Regions from separate parts of the Mus musculus genome. Here regions 2, 3 and 4 are each linked to region 1. The links are chromatin contacts, called in public HiChIP or PLAC-seq maps. All regions are on one chromosome and are shown on one strand. The core of a region is the stretch at or near the end of the contact, and the rest is flanking DNA. Distances in the headings are between cores, read along the strand shown.

Region 1 (2,909 bases), core at 245-2,744:
CACACACACACACCTTTTTTTAAAAAACTTTATTTTTGCCGGGCGTGGTGGCGCACGCCTTTAATCCCAGCACTCGGGAGGCAGAGGCAGGTGGATTTCTGAGTTCGAGGCCAGCCTGGTCTACAAAGTGAGCTCCAGGATAGCCAGGGCTATACAGAGAAACCCTGTCTCGAAAAAACCAAAAAAAAAAAAAAAAAAAACTTTATTTTATGTTTTAAGACATACCCTAGCTAAGTTGTCCAGTGATGTTGCTGATAAAACACCACGACAGAAAGCAACTTAGAAAGGAAAGGGTTTGTTCCATCTTTCATCTCCCAGGCCACACTCCATCTAGGGGAAGTCAGGGCAGGAACCTGAGGCAGAGAAACTGAAGCAGAGGGCATGAGAACACTGCTTACTGGCTTGTTGCTCATGCTCAGCCAGCCTGCTTTCCTATACCATCCAGGACTACTGCGTAGGAGTTAGCGCCACCCACAGTGGCCTGTAATCTCCTACATCAATCATCAGTCAAATATTTTCTCGATTAAGACTCTTTCCCAGATGACCCCAGCTCATGTCAAGTTGATATAAAAACTTGTCAACACACTGGCCATGAGTTTGAGCATTTGAGGATCAGGAGTTTGGGTCATGCTCGGCTACTTAGGGAGTTTCAGGCTAGTCTGGACTACACTGAGATAGTGTTTCTAGGCTTCAGGGGTGGGGCTATTAAAAAAAAATCCTATCATCTGGGGGACTGGGATGCCTGGGTCATGAGTTTGAGGCCAGCCTGGGCTACATGGTATCTCAGTAAGGAAACATAGAAAGTAAACTGGGCATCTGGCTTCTCCATATCTGGGAGTACTGTGTGAGAGACATGATACAGATCACACCGGCTAATAGATACAGTGTGTCTGAACAGGAGAAAACGTGTTCCAGGGGCCTCCTCCAGCCTTCTTGTTAGAGGAGGACCCGGGAGGGCCCTGGAGCAGTTTCTCAGAGGCATTTGTTCACACCCATGGAAGGAGGGCAAGAATTCTGGCTGAATTCCTGGCTGTAGGACCCCACCTAGGCATCTGGCATCGGGACATGCTCCCTAGGGCTGTGCCTGTGACCCCCCTCTGGGGATGAGGCTCCAGGAAGCAGAACTTCTCAGAGTTGATGAGGGAGCACACTAACAGGATAGAGAACAGCCTTGTGCTAGCACAGGGAAGCCTGGGCGGGGCCCTGAGAAGTAGTCTGTCCCCAGTGAGCGAGGATCACAGTGCCTGAGAGAGAATCCCGGAGACCTGGACTTCACTCCATTCTCCCTGTGGGAAGTTCAGCCTGCGCTGTGGTATGGAAGGGTTAACTCGAGCCCCACCCCACCCCTGTCCTGCAGGCAACTAGGCTGCTGCTTTCTGGATAAAGCTTTGTCACGTGAGAGAGCCAGCTGTGGGGATTTCCCCAGCCGTGATGTGTGCATGCGTCTTAAGTGCATGCATGCACAACCGTTTACGTGGCAGTCTGTGAGCTCAGGGGACCTGTCTAAACACTTGCAGATCAGGGGTGGGCCAAGTCAGGAGAGGCCCAGGGCCTCTAGCAGACACTGTGGAGGAGGGGATTGACTGGGCCTGGATCCCACCAGTCTCTGTACAAGAGCACTTTGCACCTTCATAGACTACTGTCTCCTGTAACATCCACCATGCCACAAAGCTATATTGCTTATGGGTGCTTTGTTGTTATTGTTGTTGCTGTTGTTTTGAGCCCTTGGAAGGCTTTGCCATGCAGTCTTCTGGGATTTTCTGCTGGGCCTGAGGGTCCGTCTTTGTACTTTGGTGCCCAGGAAGGTGAAGGACTTTCCTCAGCCTCAGAAGGCCTGCACGTGGCTCAGGAGGGCAATTTTGGATTAGATCAGCGGTCTCAACCTTCCTTATGCTGTGACCCTTTAGTTCCTCATGATGTGGTGACCCCCCCCCCAGCCATAAAATTATTTTCATTGCTACTTCATAGCTGCAATTTTTCTACTGTTTACTGTTATGAACTGTAATATAAACTTCTGATATGTGACACACACCCCCAAAGGGGTCTCAACCCACAAGTTGATAATCCCTAGGCTAGATTAAGATTAGGGCCACAGGCATCAAATGAGCCTTGGTTCCCTTGAAACCAATGGAGTGAAGACCAAAGAAGGCTCCTGCCCCTTTCATCCACTGAGGTTAAACTGGACACTTGAGTGTTTCCAGTGTGATAGAATCGTAGTCAGGGTTAAGACAAAAGGAAATTCAAGACTAACTGGAGACACACAACACTTTGAGTGTGTATGCTAAGATTGGAACCCAGGGCCTTTATACATTCTAGACAAGTGTTCTAACACTAGGATATGTATCTAGCCTAGCTTAGCATGTTTTTATTCAACATCTATTATGTGCCAAATATTTGCTAAGATTATAATCCTAGCGGGTGTTCTGGAGGTGGTTAAAACAGTGAACAGTACAGGGCAAAGGTAGGTGAGATAGACCAACCTTTAAAAAATGCAAGCCGGGCGTGGTGGCGCACGCCTTTAATCCCAGCACTCGGGAGGCAGAGGCAGGCGGATTTCTGAGTTTGAGGCCAGCCTGGTCTACAAAGTGAGTTCCAGGACAGCCAGGGCTACACAGAGAAACCCTGTCTCAAAAAACAAAAAAACAAAACAAAACAAACAAACAAAAAAATGGATATTCTGCTGCTAGTCCTCCACCAAAGGTTTTTGTGACAACCCTTCTCCCTCCACCCAAAAAAAAAAAAGGTCTAGACAGGAAGCCATTGAAGAGAAGTCTTAAAAATTGTGTGGGGTGCTGAAATGTAGCTCTTCACAGTTGGGACCTTCTGGCAGGGGTAGGAGGAACCCAGTTTTCTTTAAGGGGCTGGCCACTGGGAGTTTGACCATGCTCCTGCAAGAATATGGGTAGTAC
Region 2 (2,909 bases), core at 117-2,616, 250 kb before region 1:
AAAAAAAAAAAAAAGACCAGAATTTTGACAGAATGCATTCAAGGCACGCATTACAAGACAAAGTGTGCTGTGCTTAGAAAGTAGAGGACATGCTTTCGACTGAATGGAATTAAAAGTAAAAAGACACTACTACATATGGGCACAGAGGCCTGAGTTCAAGGCTACACTGAATCATGGTGGCCATGAACTGTCTGTGAGCTTCACTGTCTCCCTCCATGAGCAGGTGGACACTGCCACTTCTCAGGACTTTTATACGATACAAATTATGTGAGAATGGAAAGTCTTGAATCTATGTTTTCAATTCTAGGCAACCAGTGGGTCCTACCCCTAAACTGTGGCTCATAAAAACCTCGCCCTTCAGGAAGTAAATATTCCAATGACATCATTCATATACTTCCTAGGACAGGGTAAACAGTTAACATTCACACCTTTGTGTAGAAACATCAAACCTCTATTGAAATACATAAATACTCGTGTAGTTTTCTGATTCCTCAAGCACTGGTATTGCCTTCTAGCCAATGCTTATCGAATTTCAAAACTAGGATGAAATGAAGATCTCCTGGAAATGTTGTCAGAAATTCCATCCCATGTGGCCAAGCAACCAACTCAAGAACGGGCTCCATGCTGGCCAGGCACCTTTTGCTCGTTTTATCTGAATTATACATACTGTCCCCATCTCCAAAAAGTTACCTGTTTCATGCACACATGCAAACGCCACTAGTAAACAAACATCAGCACAGGGAGAAAGAAGCTAACGAGTTTCCGATTTTAAAAGACTCGAGGGCCGGGCCGCAACCACCCGCTCCTCCCATTAAATTCGGAAGTTTGACAGGGTTTAGACTGCAGACCCATCACTCCTGAAACTGCATCCGGCCCCACGGTATTCCGTAACGGCTTGGATGCTGAGCTGAAGTTTCAACCTACAAAGCCAAGGAGCGGGCAAGTCACGGGAAGGGCTGCTGGGGTGAAGTCCTCGTGCCACTCCGGACAGGCGGCCGTTTCATCTCCTCCTAAGCCAACTTCCCGTTTTCCCCCTCTTACCTTATAGACTTTCCCGAAGGCTCCGTCGCCCAGTTCTCCAATAATCTCCCAAAACTCTTCGGGGTTCAGGTCTCTCTTCACGTGTTCGTACTGTTTCTTCTTCTTCTCGCTCCCCAACTTGAAGATCTTACGGAAATTGAAGAAGGACATTTTTCCAAGCCCAGCAGAGCCCCTTGCCCTTAAAGGGCTAGGAACAATAAAAGGCAAAGTTTGTGGCGCGTCGTCTCCCGCGCGAGCCCGGGGTCCGGGCCGCTCCCGCCGGGCGCTCCCCGGAGAAGGCGGGGCGCCGACCGGGCTCCGGCCCCGGAGTGGGGCGCGCGGCCGCCGCGAGCCGGGACGGGCCGAGCGGCACGGTGGGCACCTCGCTCGCGGGCCCCGGGGGCTGCACCTGCCCCGGCGCTCGTCCCCGGCCCGCACCGGGCCGCACGGGTCCGAGCGGCGCGGACGCCCGCGGCCCGCGGCGCCTTAGGCCCGTGTCACCGCGCGTCTCCCGGGGCGGCGGCCGCTCCGGACCCGGGAAGCGGCCGGCGCCCGGCAGGCGCGTAGCGGCGAAGCCAAGCTCTCCCGCCGGGGCCCCACGTCTGCTCCGAAGCGTCCGCTCCCACTGCGCGACACCCGCGCGTCCCCTCGGCTCTGGGGCGCCGCTGCCTCGCTCGTCGCCTCAGCCCACACAGCCTCGGCCCGCAGCGCGCACGGACGCCGACGCCGTCTCGCAGCGCGCCCGAGCTCCTCGGCCGCGCGCGCGCTCGCCCGCGCGGTGACGCGCCCCGCTCCCCGCGCGCTCGCGAGGGCGTACCCTCTGGCCCCGCGCACGCGCGCTGGCTCCGCCGGGCTGGCGGCGCGGCGGCTCGGTGGCGCCTGCGGCGGGAGGTGTGGTGGAGGCTTGAGCGCTTCCATCCTCCTCGAGGGTTTTGCGTTGACCTCTGCGAGCCCGAGCCGGGTGGCTCCACGACGTCGTTGGCCAGGTCTCCTTCGGCGCGACCCTGTTGATTGCGCTGGCGGATGTTGCCTCATTCTGCACAAGGGGGACGCGGGAAAGCAGGCTATGCTTGTGGGTGCCTGAAAGTGCACTGTTTCCGCTTCGGAACTCATACAAGAGTCCAGGGAGAGGGAAAGCCGGGAGCCTGGGCTTTGAGCCATAGTTCAGTGACTTTGAATACAGCATCCGAGTCCCCATTCCTATGATCTCCATAGTCCTTACTGAAACGTTGCGGCATAGATCAAAAGAGACAATAAATGGAAACCCTTTGCACAGGGCTTGCACCAGCAAGTGCACAATATTTACTCAATATGAAGGTAGTGCAAACATAGGTTGTAAAAAAAAATTGTTTAAAAGGTAGGTGTGGTGGAGCCCTGGGGAAGCTGCCAACGAATGATAACGAGTTCGAGACCAGCCTGGGCTACAGAAAAAAGCCCTGTCTCAAAAAATAAAAAGGAAATTGTTTAAGATCGGCTTCTGGAGTGGTGACACTCCCTTAAGGATAACCTCTGGGTCACCTCCACAGCCAGAAAACTGGTGCCGCCCTTCCTGAGTCTCACCTGAGCTAATCCAGCCGGGGATTCCAGATTTGCTGGGGCTATGTGGGTGTCGCCTGGAGTCTGTCAAATGATTTACCGTCCCCCTCCTCCACCTGACAGAAGCCCTTTGGGGAGGAGGGGGGCGGGGAGGCAGAGGCGGGGTCACCCATCAAGGTGACCAAGAGCAGGGCCACATTCCAGGGTAGGTGTAGAAAGCAGACCAGGAAATGAGTGAATACCACAAGAAAACGTTTTAAAAATTAAAATAGTAGACTTTGACAAAAGATGAGGCCTAGTGGTACAAAGGGGACAATAGCAAGCGCTTAAATTTGAGGCCAGAGCGAGTGTGC
Region 3 (2,909 bases), core at 228-2,727, 210 kb before region 1:
TTCCGAAGAATTTGCTGGAACCTTAGCTTTCTGGAAAGAATGATACTATCTGTCAAAAAAAAAAAAAGTCTATAAAATTTGTTATTTGGCACCAAGTTGCCAAAAGAAAGGGCTCCTAGCATTGACTTTTAAAATATCGATCGGCCTTGAATGTTGTAGGGTGTTGTGCTGGTCCTGCGGGGTTGAAGATTTCAGGATCGTCCAGGAAGGCTTGGAGTCTGGGAGTTCTACAGGAGGGAGGCTGAGATCTTTACAAAGCTCCATGCAAACCCCTCAATCTGGAATTCTACAGCTCACCCTCAGCTTCGTTACCATCTACTCCTCAGGTCTGGGGCTCAGATCAAGAGGCACACTCCCCTCTAAAGAGTCCTCCATCACTGTAAAAGATGACATCAGGGGAGTCTGCTTCTATTTATACCACAAGGCGTGGCCCTCCCCCAGGTTGGCAGTAAACCCAGAGTCCAGCGCTCTAGCCCTGAGAGCTCTGAGCGTCATTTCTGAAAATACCTCAACTTCTGAGGACAGCGGAGACTGGTCCCTGGACTCCACCCTGGCGCAGAGGTGTGCAGTCCTGAGAATGTCACCCAACCTGTCTTTCTCTACCTGACAGGTGAATTGGAAGCATCCATCCTACTATGTTTCCTTGGGAGAGAACCTCTTCTAGTAGAGAGGGATTGGGTTTACACAGATCTTAAACTCCACGGGCCCAGCCATTCTGTGCCACAGAGTCTGGGAGACACTGTCCGCTCCTTCTGTGGCCAGGGCAGTAACTGAAAGCCATGGTTCTAATGACACCCAGTTTCCATCCCAGCCCTTCTCTGATAGTTTAGCAATGATCTCTTTGGCCTCCTGCCTCTTTTGCCGCTGGAGTGAGTGACCTGCCCTCTCCTAGGCGTGTGAGTCCCTGTGAGTAGGGAAAAACGTCTTTATTTATATGGGTGGAGACAGTGGAGACAGGGCTCCAAGGAGGTGGCCATGGTTTATACAAGAATTGTCAGTCTCTCAAGAGTTAAAGGCACAACATCCTGGAGGAAACCTCATAGGGGTGGTTTCCGTTAGAGACAAGACCTCTCATTCTCTCGGGGCCTCAGGTTTAGAGCAGAACATCTGCAAGCGAGACTGTAGCATCCCTACGATGTCAGGGGATCATTACCAGCTGTGAAGAAACAGTAAAATACCCCATTGCCTAATTTCGTTGTTTGTTGCTTTAATCAGTCAAGACAACCCCCTGCCCTACTTTTAAAAAAGAAAATTTAAGTTTGATCCCGTCCCAATTTCCTGGAACCGTCTGAGGGAATCGGAGTGACAAATGTGACATGGAAGGCGGGATTTGAGCAGCAGGAATTCCCGGGCTGGCTCGGGAATCTCCGAGATTAGGAGAGCCCCCAAGAGCCTGCGCAGGGTGTATGTAGACCGGGAAGGCGGCGTGGGCGGAACCGATACGTGGGGTGGGCGTGGCCTTGAGGAGGACGTCGGGGGCGTGGCCTCAGCGGGAGTGGCTGGCGGTAGCTAGGCGCGGGTGGCGGGAAGGAAATACGCCGGCGGGAGTGTGCTCGCTTCCTTCTCGCAACCGGAACTGGTTCGGCAATCTTGGCTGGCTGCTCCTGCTTCGGGAGAAGTTGTAAACTGCTCTGATTTCTGCCTCTTTTTCCTTTCCTCCGCTCTTCCCAGAGGTGAAAGGTCGAAGCTTGGATAGACACACCTTCAGGGCCCCCAAAGTCCACGGCCACAGGGACTCTCTCCATTACTCTCCGGATTCACTCGTTAAAACTCCTTTTTGGGGTACGCCTGTGTGTATGGTTATCCTCAAAGTGGAGAATTAGTATTTAGGGGATGTAGCTCAGTTGTTGGAGAGCACTTGCCTAGCCTGCACGAAACCTTGCATGAAGCCCTGCGTTCCATCCCCAGCACTGTATAAACCAGGTCTGATGGGACATGCCAGTAATCCCAGTACTGGAGGATCACTAGTTCAAAGCCATCCTCCACTACATAGCTAGATTAAGATCAGCCGGGGCTATCTGAGACCTCGTCTGAAAAGAAAATTTGGTGTTTAACTGATTCTCAGTTGGTATTTCGTCCGAAGGAGCCTCATACAAGGACTTTGCCATCTGCTAGGCATGAAGTTTGACAGGGTCCTGAACCCCTGTGTTACCCTCCTAAGACTTCTGGATGACCGTTACCCACACTAAACACCCTAAAACCTTATTTTTGTTTTCTTTTGTAGAGTCTTGGCTCTGGGTTAGCAGATGCCACAGCCCTGCCTCTTGATGGAGTGTGAATCCAGTCCAAGGGAAGAGGAGATCCCGCCCCTCTTTTGGGGTCTGGATCCTGTGTTTCTAGCCTTTGCAAAACTCTACATCAAGGATATCCTGGAGATGAAGGAGTCCCAACAAGTGCCAGGTATGTGGCCTGTCAGCTTAACGGACGCCCTGTGCTGCACCCTGACCCTCAAAGATACAGAAAGCCGGAGGCTTAGGGCATCTAAAGAGCCCTGTCTGAAAGTTATCTAGCCTCAACCTTGGAAAGAGTTTATTACTGTGATTTTTGTGCAAATTAAAGACAACCTAAGAATTTGAAGTTGATCAAACTTTGAGCTTTGCATTGAGCTCTTTCTCCCAACCTGTACATAACCAGATTCCAACGCTCGGATGATGGAAATAGAGACGATGAAGGGTTCAAAGCCAGCCTGGGCTACATAAGAGCTTTTCTCAATAAAATACATAACTAAAACCACATGTGCTTAAGGTATTCCATACTTTAAAATACCTAGGCTCCTTTTGGGAGCCTGTTTTTGAGTGGACTAGATAGGCAGGCTCCCAAAGTCTTAATGTGGGACTTACCTTTCTGGTTATGTGACTCACTTTCTGCAAAGTGTCCGTGTCCTCTCAGTAAACATGTGGGGGTTGGTT
Region 4 (2,909 bases), core at 257-2,756, 190 kb after region 1:
GGAATTGGGAGGAGTTGGGAGGAGAGTTCTTCTCTGCCGATGTCCTTGGTAAAATTACAAGTATCGCATCTCTGGCTGTAAGGCTCAGAAACAAAAAGGCTTTTTGCTGGCTATAGAGAACAAAGAGCTTCTTTCTGGCTGTATTTTTAGAGATCAGGGAAAACAAGCTTGGGGAACAGCCAGGGGCTTTACCTTCCAGGGAGAAACATTCTAAGTCGGGGTCTCACACACCATGCGTAAAAGCGTGTGGCACGCAGCAGACACTTGGAGCTGTGTGGTTAAGGTGCTCATTCCTTTCGGAACTCATGACTGCTTGCTCTCCTCTCCCCTGAACCCGACCAAGGGATGGGACAGGACAGGAATACTTAGCTGCTGTCTTGTCCAAGAAAAGAAAGTAGAAGTGCAGACAGTTTCTTGTTTCCTGGCCCCATCTTCCAGCCCCTTGGCCTGCCTATCTCAGAGCCCACCTCCACTCTCAGCTGGGACCCAGGTGCCACAGGGAACAGGAAGTTGAACTTAACCCCAGATCCGAATAAAGGGACCAAATGAATACAGACCAAGTGTGTGTGTGTGTGTGTGTGTGTGTGTGTGTGTGTGTGTGTGTGCACGCGTGCACTTGCAGGGTGGGGTGGGGCACCCACAGGGGATAAGGTGCCAGAAAGTGCTCAGAGGAACAGACGTGAGGGAAGCTTTGGTGAGACCTAACTCCAGAGTGGTGGGAGCTCAGGCAAGTCCCCCACCCTGTAAAGTGCTTCTTGGAAAGGCACGGGTACCGATTGCTCTCCATTTATCCCTGCTACACAGACAAGCCAGACTCAGGAGGGTGTGGCTTGTCCCTGCTCAGTGTGAATCCCACTGTCCCAGCCCTGGAGAGCTGATGGCCGTGAAGGCTATCTCTCCCAATCTTAGGAGCCACTGAGGCCATCTTGACACTCTCCCTGTCAGTGGACTTGACTCATGACTTGTGAGCTCCCAGAGACGACTCTAGGGGCAGGCGGTGCAGTTTAAGAGATCCTGTCTCCCTTTAATTTCTACCTAAGACCAGCCTCTGCCTTAGGAGTTCTAGATACCCAGATGGGGACAGTACCTAGGAGTTAGATGGACTATGATGGGAAGGTCCTCTTCTGGGGATGGCAGGTACAGGCAAAGGCAGGATGCGCAGAGAGAGGAGGGGAGGAGGGGACCAGGGTCTTGACCAGGAGTTTGCAATCTGGAGCATCACCATCAATCCTGAACACCCACCTCTCCCCTGACTCTGCAGGGAACTCCTCCCGCAGCTTCTGCCAGGTGGGTGTCAAGTACGGGGGATGTTCTTCTAACTGGCCTGGAGGGCAAGCCTAGGCAAGATCTCCTTGAGGGCCCTGCCTGGCAACTGCCTAGACCTTCCCAGATGGCCCCCGAGGGGTGCTCAGGGTAGAGTCAAGGCAGGGCCAGTAGGGCCAGCCACAGCGGGCCCAGAGGCGGGCTGGGACAGGACGCAGCATCGGAGACCGCTTCTCCACTTCCTCTGTTTCTGCCTCGCGCCGCCCTCAGCAGCCCTCCCTCTTCTGCCTGGCGCCAGGAGGCTGTTTTTCCATTCTCTGGCTAGAAAGTTCCACGCCACTGTTTCTTTCTCTCTCTTTTCTGGAGTTAAATTTGTCTGCAGATGCCTGCACTTCATCTGTAGACGCCTCCAGTTAAGTTTGTTTGTAACTGGGCCCAAAGCTCCGTTGCGTTGCGTTCAAACGCTGGGCCCGGATCCTACGCGGACCTGGGTGCAAAAGCAAAGCCGGCAGTGAACCCCGTGAGGCCACTTTGCCTCGCGGTCAGGAGCACCTTCCCAGTGTCTGCGGGAGCCCACACTGCTGTCAATCCATCAGGAATCCAAGGCCACGGGGGCCTGCAACCAGCCCTAGGTAAGGAGGGGCCCTTTCCTGGAGTGTGCAGCTGTTAAAGGAGCCGGCAGCCTCTAGAGACTATCTGGAGGGAACTCCGGGAAGAACACGGAAATGATGCTTCCCCCACCCCCAGCTGTCTGTCTCCTGTCCTTGGGAAGAGCCCCCCCCCCCCCCATGATAATCTCAGAGGATGGCCGGGTCCCAGCTCTGCTCCATCCCTATGCTATCTGTCAGGCACTGTGTTCCCCATGTGAGGGTGGGTTTAGGATCCCAAGACCACCCCAAGGAGCAAATGGGTGCCTAGCAGCCAAGAAGGGAGGGAGGGAGAAGATGGAGTTGCCTGTTAGCCTGTTTATGGCCAGCAACAGGACAAAGTTCTTTCCTTGTGGGATTATTTAGAAGCTCTGGGCTCTGAACCGGGGAGTCAGACAGTCCTCCCTCCTCCCAGAGCCCACATGGCTCTGCCTGTGCCAGATGGCATCCTCGGCAGAGGCGGCAACAGGAAAAGAGAAGTGAATATAACCCAGAAAGACTTAGCACAGGCTTCCCCTATCTCTCTCCACAGCCTGACCTCTCTCCACTCACAGGCTTCATCTGGCTTGGAGAGCTGTTTCTTTTGGTGTCCCCCCCACCGCACCCCACCCCACCCAGTGCCTGTTCTCCTGATGGGGGTGGACATGGGGCCACACCCTGACTGTCTCTCTGGCTGTATGGGTGGAGTCTGGGAAGGGAATTGGGGCTAAACTTCCAAAGAGCCTGAGGCCATGGCCTCTTCTGGCACAGAGCCATCTCTGCTGAGGTCATGAAGCAGAAGAGGGCAGATAAGTACAGCGAGCCTGAAACCCCGCTGAAGCTACCTGTGGCTCCTTGGGGCAGAGATTCTGCAGGCTGCTGCATGGAGAAAGCAATAAGGAGAGCAAGGTCTGGAGGCCATGAACAGAGGGAGCTAGTTTAGCTCTGACACATTGTGTCCACTTTCTAAGTATTCTCAAGTCATGGTCAAAATCTCAGCTGGCTCCTCTGGATTTGTCT

Evidence for each region. HiChIP or PLAC-seq counts read pairs in DNA pulled down with a chosen protein or histone mark.
Region 2: an HNF4G HiChIP or PLAC-seq map of pancreatic cancer cells shows a contact between it and region 1. The contact joins the promoter of Slk here to the enhancer-like site in region 1. A contact is called at or near these places in 3 of 39 promoter capture datasets (cranial neural crest, hippocampal neurons and liver), 1 of 484 Hi-C or Micro-C datasets (myeloid progenitors), 3 of 115 datasets of contacts at active chromatin or transcription factors (large pre-B cells, pancreatic cancer cells and thymic regulatory T cells) and 1 of 9 other capture datasets (liver).
Region 3: a FOXA1 HiChIP or PLAC-seq map of pancreatic cancer cells shows a contact between it and region 1. The contact joins the promoter of Stn1 here to the enhancer-like site in region 1. A contact is called at or near these places in 4 of 39 promoter capture datasets (cranial neural crest, embryonic stem cells, liver and 1 more), 1 of 15 datasets of contacts at CTCF or cohesin (the NIH/3T3 cell line), 8 of 115 datasets of contacts at active chromatin or transcription factors (embryonic hindbrain, embryonic stem cells, extraembryonic endoderm stem cells and 4 more) and 2 of 9 other capture datasets (adipose tissue and embryonic stem cells).
Region 4: a contact with region 1 is called in an H3K27ac HiChIP or PLAC-seq map of embryonic stem cells, with 7 read pairs. The contact joins the promoter of Calhm2 here to the enhancer-like site in region 1. A contact is called at or near these places in 6 of 39 promoter capture datasets (the 3T3-L1 cell line, the C10 cell line, cranial neural crest and 3 more), 1 of 15 datasets of contacts at CTCF or cohesin (the NIH/3T3 cell line), 29 of 484 Hi-C or Micro-C datasets (the 3T3-L1 cell line, the AML12 cell line, B cells and 21 more), 5 of 115 datasets of contacts at active chromatin or transcription factors (astrocytes, bone marrow-derived macrophages, embryonic stem cells and 2 more) and 3 of 9 other capture datasets (adipose tissue, liver and pancreatic islet).

The regions. Positions count from the first base shown.
Region 1 is chr19:47,329,391-47,332,299 of GRCm38.p6, reverse strand. The region is part of intron 6 of Sh3pxd2a (SH3 and PX domains 2A); the gene reads left to right. Among named protein-coding and RNA genes, the nearest start is that of Gm29834, 44 kb to the right of the region's middle. Within about 2 kb of position 1,494, at least 223 of the 459 cell types and tissues checked have an H3K27ac peak or open chromatin away from gene starts, as enhancers often do. A contact at or near this core is called in B cells, the HL-1 cell line, the N1E-115 cell line and 14 more, where this site is marked.
Region 2 is chr19:47,578,476-47,581,384 of GRCm38.p6, reverse strand. It overlaps Slk (STE20-like kinase), which reads right to left and starts at 1,366. Exons shown (of 18, transcript NM_001164639.1): 1 at 1,042-1,366. The coding sequence starts at 1,191.
Region 3 is chr19:47,535,687-47,538,595 of GRCm38.p6, reverse strand. It overlaps Stn1 (STN1, CST complex subunit), which reads left to right and starts at 1,477. Exons shown (of 10, transcript NM_175360.3): 1 at 1,477-1,782; 2 at 2,225-2,400. The coding sequence starts at 2,247.
Region 4 is chr19:47,136,891-47,139,799 of GRCm38.p6, reverse strand. It overlaps Calhm2 (calcium homeostasis modulator family member 2), which reads left to right and starts at 1,506. Exons shown (of 3, transcript NM_133746.5): 1 at 1,506-1,895.